Regions from separate parts of the Gossypium hirsutum genome. Here all the other regions are linked to region 3. The links are chromatin contacts, called in public Hi-C maps. All regions are on one chromosome and are shown on one strand. The core of a region is the stretch at or near the end of the contact, and the rest is flanking DNA. Distances in the headings are between cores, read along the strand shown. Region 1 has its middle 16 kb from the start of LOC107886483. Region 2 holds the start of LOC107886478 (protein JINGUBANG). Region 3 holds the start of LOC107886480 (oxysterol-binding protein-related protein 1D).

The links. A called contact is a pair of places that touch in the nucleus more often than the background predicts.
Region 1: a contact with region 3 is called in a Hi-C map of leaf, with 3 times the contacts expected there. The contact joins the enhancer-like site here to the promoter of LOC107886480 in region 3. A contact is called at or near these places in 7 of 34 Hi-C or Micro-C datasets (leaf and petal).
Region 2: a contact with region 3 is called in a Hi-C map of leaf, with 1.8 times the contacts expected there. The contact joins the promoter of LOC107886478 here to the promoter of LOC107886480 in region 3. A contact is called at or near these places in 2 of 34 Hi-C or Micro-C datasets (callus and leaf).

The regions. Positions count from the first base shown.
Region 1 is chrA03:94,217,236-94,220,616 of Gossypium_hirsutum_v2.1, reverse strand. No RefSeq gene overlaps it. Among protein-coding and RNA genes, the nearest start is that of LOC107886483, 16 kb to the right of the region's middle. Within about 2 kb of position 2,011, at least 1 of the 9 cell types and tissues checked has an H3K27ac peak or open chromatin away from gene starts, as enhancers often do.
Region 2 is chrA03:94,945,224-94,948,263 of Gossypium_hirsutum_v2.1, reverse strand. LOC107886478 (protein JINGUBANG) reads right to left here and starts at 1,519. Exons shown (of 1, transcript XM_016810449.2): 1 at 1-1,519. The coding sequence starts at 1,452. The coding sequence ends at 130.
Region 3 is chrA03:94,596,536-94,599,909 of Gossypium_hirsutum_v2.1, reverse strand. LOC107886480 (oxysterol-binding protein-related protein 1D) reads right to left here and starts at 1,643. Exons shown (of 8, transcript XM_016810452.2): 1 at 574-1,643. The coding sequence starts at 1,086.

The sequences.
Region 1 (3,381 bases), core at 762-3,261, 380 kb after region 3:
ATCGGTGTATGCGGTGCAACTCTCTTAACTTTGTAGACTGACAAAAAGGGCAATGTTGTCGAATACAATTCACCACTCTTTACCAACACTACTTTAATCCCACTCCACGTGTCTTTGGTTAATGCTGATGATCCCACCATCTTTTTGCATTTTCATTATAACTATACAATTATGTTTTCATTTATTATTTAATCATCATTTTTTCTCTGATTTAGTAATAAAAGCAAAAGTCTATATATTGTCTTTATACGCAAGATATACATATATGAGTAGGGTAGATTTATGGATGAAATTAATAAATTAGGTCAAAACATCACATGGGATGAACAACATGCCATGTGCCTTCCCAATACATGAAAATGACACCTTTATTTCCCTGTTTGCTGATAAATTGGCACAGGCTGAATCCAGATCCATTTCCCATTTCCCCTTTATTATTTCAACTCGCTAAATGTCATTTCATTTTCCCCACACAACAGAATTAAGTATAAAAATTCTGTTTAGCTTTAATGATTGCAGAATCTAAAGTGGATATCGTTAATGATGATGAAAACTAACAGCGCCGTCACTTTATTAAGTGAATGCCAATCACACAATAATATTCCATATAATTGTCACCTTTACACACACACCCCCAAATAAAAATGCAAAAAAATTGGATTTAAATTGTGAGGGTGAAATGTTATTTAGGGCTATTTATGTAAATATATATATTTTAACTACAAATGAGACTTCAAATTTAATTATTATATTTCACATCTAATAATAAATTTAATTTTTATACCTTTTAATTTCTATTTACAAAAAATATTTGTGAATTCTTAATCCAATTAAAAAAAATATCCCATAAACGCCAACAACTTGGATATAAGATTTAATTTTCCTTAACTTTATTTATTCAAACCCTTAATTTCACTTTTCATTTTTCTTTTTTATAATAGGTTAATGTATTTTAATTCAACTTAATTAAATTTTGATATAATGATTTATTTAGTTTTTTAATTTTATAAAAAAATTATTTTAGTCTTTTATTTAAATTTTTTATCTTTTTTAGCTTTTGAACTTATAATTTTCTTTTATCAAATCACCCCAAAATGGATAAAAAATTTAACGTTTTTATACGGTATACATGTGGACGACATATTAACATCTAATTAATTTTTAAAAATTAAAAATTATTAATTAAATTTTAATGTTGACATATTACATGATAATCCACGATTATATTATGCCTGAAATTTTCCTTGTATAAAAAAAACAAAATTAAAAGACAAATGAAGGAGCCTATTAGGTTACGGAATTTGCTCCAAAAATATCAAACTTGGGTGATACGAAAAGAAAACTCCAAAAATGATTCTTATTATGCTAAACATCAATATACTAATAGATTGATTGTTTGACTAGAATCCAAAAAAGTACGTAATTACTGCAAGGAACAAATAACACATCTTTGTTTGTCAACTTTATTCCCTTCTTCTTCTTTTTTTAATATAAAATAGGGTTGCTAAATATTTGATTTTCTAAACTAAGTCCTAACATTCCCTTGAATAATTTAGAGAAGAAGAAGAAGTCAACCAATTCCTAATGATTGGCTCAATTGGTAGTTTATGGAACTAATTGTTTGGTTGCACCAAAGATCCTTATATTTTAGTGTGATGCTTAATTCCTTTTGTCTAACTTGCATCATCATTTTATGGACGTAAACAATCTCACATGAATAAATTTGGATATGGACAGTCCTGTAGAATTAACGGACGGCCAAGGAGCCCACTACATCAAATCCTTTGTGACAACTGATAAAAGCATTTTGGCTAATCATGCTAGTATTGCGTGGGTTCTTGAATTCAAAAAATACTAAATTTAGAGATTTGAAAAAAAATGGTACTTTGAGATATATAGTAAGGAAGCAATTCAAGAATCTAGAAAGGAGTAATGTGAATCTTTTATGATCCGTTTCATTAAAGAGATTCTCTAAAAATAACAGATGATTTGGCAAAATTGACATTCTCAATACTTTTGGACAATGTTACATTCATACAACGCTGGATGAAATCTTTCAATCTCTACACGATTTTTCTGATGTAATGTGATCTCATTTTATATTAAAAAAATTAGGGAAGTTAAAAATAATAATTAATTACACTCAAAAGTTAAGTGATTTTTTACATTAAAATATACATATTCAGTTCTAAACTATTCTAATTTAAGCTCATCTAGGTAATAACCAACTAATAATTTGGGGGCTGGGAGTGAAATGGCAAAAAATAATAATAAGCAAATTTAAAGCCCACAAGTGGCCCAGATAACCAAGCTTGGGGAAGGCCTTGCATTTTCTACTGGGAATGCAAAATAACTACATTTATCACTATTTTCTTTTTCTATTAAAATTTTAAATTTAATTTTCAACTTCTTTCATCCCTATTTATTGTTAACCATTTTTTTCTTTTATAAAAATAAAAGCAAAATAATCAATTGCCCCATTCTAATCTGTTTGTTTTGGTAGGAATATAAGAGGGTAGTTTTGAAGGAATTGAATTTGTTACAGTGGGATTTTAATGTTTACTGATTTACTTTCTTCTACAAATAATGAAAAATGATTCTCTTAAAAATTAGTAGAAAAGTTACATATATAATGGAAAGCAAATAAAAAAGGAAAACATGGTTATTGGTGTCTATCCCTACAATTCATTGTTGCAAAGTATTTCTTTTTTACTTTTATTCTGAATTCTAAATTTTACTCTCTTTTAAATATGTGAAATGTTTTTTTTTGAAATTCTATATTTTAATTTTGAAATATTGAATTTTTTTTATTTGAAAATCTCAGTCCCTTATGAAAAATATAAATTATTTTTTTAACCATCAATATTTATAATTTTTATCAATATAGTCCTTACACTTTAAAGTAAATAAAAAATAAAAAAATTAAATTTTATCATATTTTAAATAAAATCATAAAAAATTTAAAATTATATACTTAAAAATCTAAAATTATGAAAAATAAAAATTATTTAAATAAAAAATACAATAAAACAAATTAATATAAAAAAATTTCAAAATTCAATATTGTCTAAACCAGATTGGATCGAAAATCAACTGGGGTATCAATCCAATGAGAAGTAAAAAATTGGTTGACCTGTAAGCTGGTATGAGCTAGTTAAATAGAGCTAAAAAATCGGTTGACACCTATTTTTATAATTTTGAATATTTTTATTTTTATTTTTAATAATTTATTTGCTTTGAACCGATTGGAGCATTCGAACTGAGAACTAATTGGTTTGACTAGTTCAACCATCAATCCTGTTCTAGACACATTGCCAAAATTTCAAAAAAAAAATAGTTTTTTTAGTCTAATTTAACCAGTTCGTACCAATTCATTGGTCA
Region 2 (3,040 bases), core at 270-2,769, 350 kb before region 3:
AAAGAAACAAAAGAACAAATAATCCAGGGTTGGTAAAACGTCCGGGACCATATCAGAAAAAATTTAAGCGGCCGCAAATTTTTCCTTTTCTTTTTTCAATTTAATTATGATTCAATTCCTTTTTTTTTTTCACAAATTCCATTTTCGGAAATCCGTCGCCGACGAGGGGCTACCCGAAAACGAGACTTTCCACGTTCTAATTTCGCCATCCAGGCTTCCGCTAATAACCGAAACTACATCACTATGTTCATCGTCTCTGACAGCCGTCAACGACTTCACCGGCTTCCGGTGACCTTCCAAAACTGCCAAACAACAATATTTCCCTTCCACTCCACGTTGCCAGATCCTAACCATCCGATCAGCGGACCCGCTCATTAGTAAATCACAGACGTTGATCAAGCATAGGATTGCCTTTCCATGCCCTCTCAGCGCTCCCGTCACCACCATGTAATTGGCGCTATCTTCCCTCTCCCATACCAGAATCGAACGGTCACACGCACCGGAGAAAAGCACTGATCTTTCGTCGTCTAAAGCCAGTGCGTTTACCGCTGACTTATGCTTCTCAAGAGTCGCCACCAATGCGTACCGCTTCTCGCCTGAGGGTTTCGCCCAGACTCGGATCCGTCGGTCAGCGGACCCTGTATAAACCGTTCCGTCAACGGAGGCCGTGATGGCGTTAATGGCGTCGTCGTGTGCTTTAATAGACTGTAAACAACGCGCATCCGATGCTCGCCATATCTTCAAGGTTTTATCCCAAGAAACTGAGTAGATTAAACCTCTATTGACGGCGAGCCCAGTAACGGCGTCGGCGTGTTCGATCCACAACCGCTTCACGTGACGGCGAACACTGACATAGTTCTTTGGGAGAACAAAACGACGTAAGCGGTCGTTAACGGTAGGTAGGGCGGTTAAGAACTTGTGCTTTTTAGTCACGGTCATTTGCCAGACCCGGATCTTAGAGTCCTGGTGAGCAGTGAAGACTTTTCCGTCACAGAAAGTGACAGACTTAACGGAACCGGAGGATGAATCGTTGCCGTTGTAGGCATCGAGAAGAGTGGATGTTTGGCGATCGTAGACGCTAATTTCGTTAACAGAAGCAACATACAAGAAGTTACCCTGAACCGCAACGCAGGTGATCGGGTGGTTGGGTAGAGGCATAATTGAAGAAACGCTGATGTCAGAGACGGAAAAGACTAAGGTATCAGGGAAAAGCTGTAAGGAAGGTACAGATGGCAGAGTCTGGAGGGAAGGGTTGCTAGGGAGGCTGCTGTAGCTCGTGTCACTTGAAGAAGCTGAAGATGAGGTGGCGCTCCCTCGATTATCGGAGGAACTATCGGAAACCAAATGTTCCGATAAGCGCGGTGGTTTTTTAGGGAACGGGATGGTGGAGTCGTGGGTTAAAGTGGCGCAGCTGCTGGTTGTGCATGTAGCTAGCCATGATCGGACCTTCATGCCGGCCTTTCAGCCCTAAAGCCAAAATATAGAAGCTAGGCACGAGAGAGGATTGAAGCAGGACCTTCGTTGTGGTTTATAATTATATAAAGAAAAAAAGGTAATACCACGTGGAGTTGAGAGAGTGGATATGGTACGATCAGTCCTAGGCTCCAAAAGGACAAGAAATGGCACGTCAAAAGGAGTAGTTTTGTGATTTTATTGGGGGTGCTCTTTCCCAGCTTGCTGCTTTGCAAATTACAACTCTGTAAAATAGAATTTAGGATTATCAATACAAATTTTAACTCAATATTTAACATAAACAATTTATAATTAAAGCATTAACGTATATAATTCCGTCATTCTAATCAATCTCCTTAAAATCATAAATGATAAATATGATAATTAAAAAAATTGATATAATAATAAATTTAGTCATAAAATTTTATATATTATATCACTTTATATTTTTTTAAAAAAATTCACTTTCAAAATTTATAAATAATTTTAAATTTTGATTTTAATTTTAAAAAATTATAAAAAATATATAAAATACATAAATACTTTCAATAATAATAAATTTTAGATTAATATAATATTAATAATATAATTATATTAATATTAAATAAAATAAAATAAAAATCCTCCCACCTCCGTAGCTCACCCCCTCCCACCACCGTTCCCTTACCCCCGAGGCAATTAAGAAGAAGTATGAGAAGGAATATTACAAGTATTTGGATACAAATTAGCCATGAAATTAATGGAATTCGGAAGCAATAGAGGGACAGTGATGGGTGGGGGTGGGGGTACGAGGACGGTGGAAGGAAAGTTCCGGTGGGAGAGAGGGAGAGGGACCGGAGTGAGAGATTTTTATTTTATATTAATATTAATATAAAATTTAAATTTATTATTATATCTTTTAAAAATATTTATGTAATTTTGAGAACATTTGTAAATTTTGAAGGTTAATTTTTTAAAATTGTATATAATTAAATTAATATAATATATAAAAGTTGAGAAATAAAATTGTTATTATACTAAAATTTTAACTGCTATGTAAACTATATAACATGAGTGTTTAAATTATAAACTTTTTATTTTGAGTGTCTAAAATAATTTTTTTTTATAATTGGGTTACTATCTATATAATTTACCCTAGATTTTGTATATTAAAAATTAATTATACTATTAATGTATATTTTATAAAAAATATAGTTCAAAAAATATTTTTATTTATTAATTGTAGATTTTTTAAAATTATATTACTCAAATAACTTGATGGATTAAATTGATTTGACGATTTGGTTATTTCCTCCAATTTAATTTTTATACAGTCTGGGCACAAATCAATGATATGAAAAGTTGGAAATATTTTTCTCGGTTAGGAAAATGGGGTCATTTAGGCTTTAGTTAGTGTAATGATGGCGGCCTAGCTAGAAGATATTTAACTAAGCTGTCTTCGATTGAATCATTTGCATTCTTTCTCCAAAGTAGATCATTTTAGGAAAAATAATAAAAATGAACTTTTAAATTTTCATGGTACAAAAAGGAAAAGTCGAAATCATCACCCCACAACTTAGCTTACCTGTTTCAAATTCTAAATTTGATG
Region 3 (3,374 bases), core at 394-2,893:
ACTCCCACTAATCCTCCAAGAGGTGTCTGAAACTATATTTCGATGGTTATGGCCGCAATAATGGACAAAAGAAGTATGTAAAGGGCTATAATCTACTATATGGACACCCCTCAGGGACTTAGAAATCTCCATATTAGAAACCATACAAGCAGACATTCGCAAAAACAATTATTCCTTACTTCAAAGCATCCAAGCACAGAATTTTCTTTTTTGAGAATTAACCCAAAAGAACCTTCTCTTCTCTATTACTAATCCTCCGATCTTTCGCGGTCTCTAGCTTCGGTCCGATGGGACCTTCCTAGTGGCTCTATTGAAGGAAAGTGGCATAGGAAGAAATAATGCCTAAAGAATTTCCAACATAATTTTCTAGTACTAAATTTCAAGGCATGCATCAATGACTACATATGAAGAATTAAAAATTACAAAAAGGGAAAGTTTATTGTACGTATATTCTTTTTCCTTCAAATAAAATACCGAAAGAACCGGCCCTTTTGCCACGGCAATAAGTATAACATAAAAAGCGGAAATGAAATCAGAACTGAGTGATAAAAGGAAGGGAGAAAGCAAAATAACCTTCAAATGGATTTCACCAAACGGCTTGCAGTGAGTTGTCTCCGAGTTAACCCGATTGCTACTCCAGTTAGCTTTCCTCATGTACCGGACCGAGTCCTCGCCGATCACTCGTACACTCTTCTCCCTCGATGGACTCATCAAAATCTTATCAGGTCCGTGAATCTTATAATACGAGAGAACTCCGTCTTCCAAAACGAACCACCGCGACCTCCATCCCTTGCCATAATTCACCCATTTGTACAGGATCCCGGCGACGCCGTGGGCGGCGTTAACCTCTCCCATAATAGGTTCGTCGAATATTGCCATGGAGGTGTGATTCATTACCGACGGCGAGGATCTGTCAGTGTCGGCGTTGACTGAGGAGACTTGAGAGGAGAAACTCGGTTTCGAATAGTTAACTGTTCTGACGGAAGGTTCGATGCTTAGCTGACATTGCGGACCCGATTTGGTAACCACCGGGTTAGCTCGGTCACGATCGATGGAAACCGGAGCAATGCAGCACAGAGGGTTCATCTCTTTCCAAACTTAAAACCAATAACAACAACAAACAAACAAATCTTACATTTAAGACGACGACGTTGGATCGGATTCAAATAAATGCCCGGGACAAAGAGAAGCAGCGGAAGAGCAGTAGGAGAAGCTCCGATAGGGGAAGAACCGGGCCGGATCCGAGGGAATGTGAGACCCGATCGGAGCTCGAAACGGAACGTTTTCGAAATGACATAGAAACGTAGAAATATAGAAGGTGAAAGGGGGGGGGGGGAAGTTACGAGAAGTTATAAAGAAGCGTTGCAGTGCGCACACAGATCCATTTAAGGCAGTGGTCAGTGATTTCAGTATAGGAGTCAGGGAGGTCTCGATGCGCAGGTTAAGCGAAACGTCATTAAAATTAAATCCAATATATAAATGCAGGGGATTTTCTTTTCCCTAAAAAATAATTAAAAATTTAAAAATGTTGAGTTTTTTTTTTTGGGGGGGGGGGTTGTTTCAACGATTTGGTGTTTCCGGGGGGACGATGATTGTGGGTGGGGGGAGACAGCTAACGTGCGCGCTTTTGTGTGTGATTGAAGAACTGGAGGGGGGAGTGTTTGTCCGTTGGGTAAATCTGGCCCCTTCCCCCGTTCATCTCATAATGACGTTTTTGTCCCTATCTTCCACATTTATTATTAAAATTATTGCTATGTTTTTCGAAGTGTGTTGTGGTGATTTCTTACCTGATTGTGAAAGCGATTAATGAATGAAAAGATGGGGGATTTTGATGCCCGTAATAGAGCAGCAGTGAGGCCGGCAATCCACTCGCTTTTTTCATTTTTACCAATTTGAATAATTAATAATAAAAAAATTGCGCTTAATTTCATTAAACCCACTTTAATCTAACCAAATCATTACAAATAATAATCATTAGTAATTTTTAATGATTTGGTCTGCCTACCTCATTAAAGAAACTATATGGTAGCTATGGTAAAACCGGGGTTAAGTAATAAAAGTGGAAATATCAACAGCATCATTGAAGTTGGTTTTAATGAGTGTGATGCGGGTCAGACATATTCAATTTCAACGTCATTGCTGATGCTGCTAATGCTTACTGAAACCTGCCATTGTTTTTTGAAGCTTTGCCTGCCACTCCCGCTCTGGATCGCTTTCAACAGCAACACATAAAAAAAAGGCAGACCATACACACATAAAAGGAAAAGGTTTTACTCTCCTGGGTAAAATCAAATTACTATTTAAATCCAAAGGTTTATTCAATTTTCAGATGAACATTTAATATTATAAGTAAATTATATGTTATCACCTAGTGTTAAATATGTCTTTAATAGTAAGTTTGAATTGATTGGGATCAGGTCTGTTTGTAACTCAATTTTAAATTTTGTGTTTCATCCTCTTTTCTTTATAATCTAATTGTTTTTCTTTTAAATATTTGCTTGTATAAAAATTTAAAATTACTCGCTTTTCTTTTTTGTATGAAAACTTTCCAACAATTATATTAGATTTTATTAAATATGGAATGGAGTTAAAAGCTTTCGAATGTTTTCTTATAAGACTTCCAAATATCTATTTAAGGATTAAGCCGGTCAACATCTATGTAGTTTGAATTGACTTCCCAATTTTGTTTGGAATTTGCATAAAATTTCATATATTTAAAGTTTTTTTACCTTGACAACTTGTATTTATATTTTTTTCTTTTTCAACTTTAACTAGTATTTAAACTTAAAAATTATAAATTAAGTTACTACTTTTTATTCATACTTATTGTATTTGAAACAATCAATTAAATTACTACATGTGTGTTAAAAAAGTCATCTCCAAAAATTTTAGGTTAAAAAAAATTGTATTCATATTCAAAAAATCTCAAATCTCAAACTCTGATTCTCAATTTTTCTAACATCAATCAACCATTGTTTCGTATTTGATGAGTTCCCTTAAAAATGCTTTCAAAATTGTCCCTTAAAAATCTCAAATCTCTATGATTGGTTGAATGATATATTATTCAGATAAAAAGTTTTAGGAAATGTATAGAAGATTAAGATTAACGGTGTAAAAAAGAACTAGATAGAAAATTTGATTTATTTAAATAGATTTCGAAGAATTGTATGATGTGAAAGAAAAAGGAAAATTAATTAATCGAAAAGTATAAAAATAGAAAATATAGATGAAATTAAGATAGATTGAAAATTTTTTGAAACATGGCATTAAATGATAGGCAAAATTACAAAAATTAATAACGTTTAAAAAGTAGAGGTGTGTATGGGCCGAGCCCGGCTTGAAGACTCGGCCGAAATGTGGGAGAGTTTGGATAA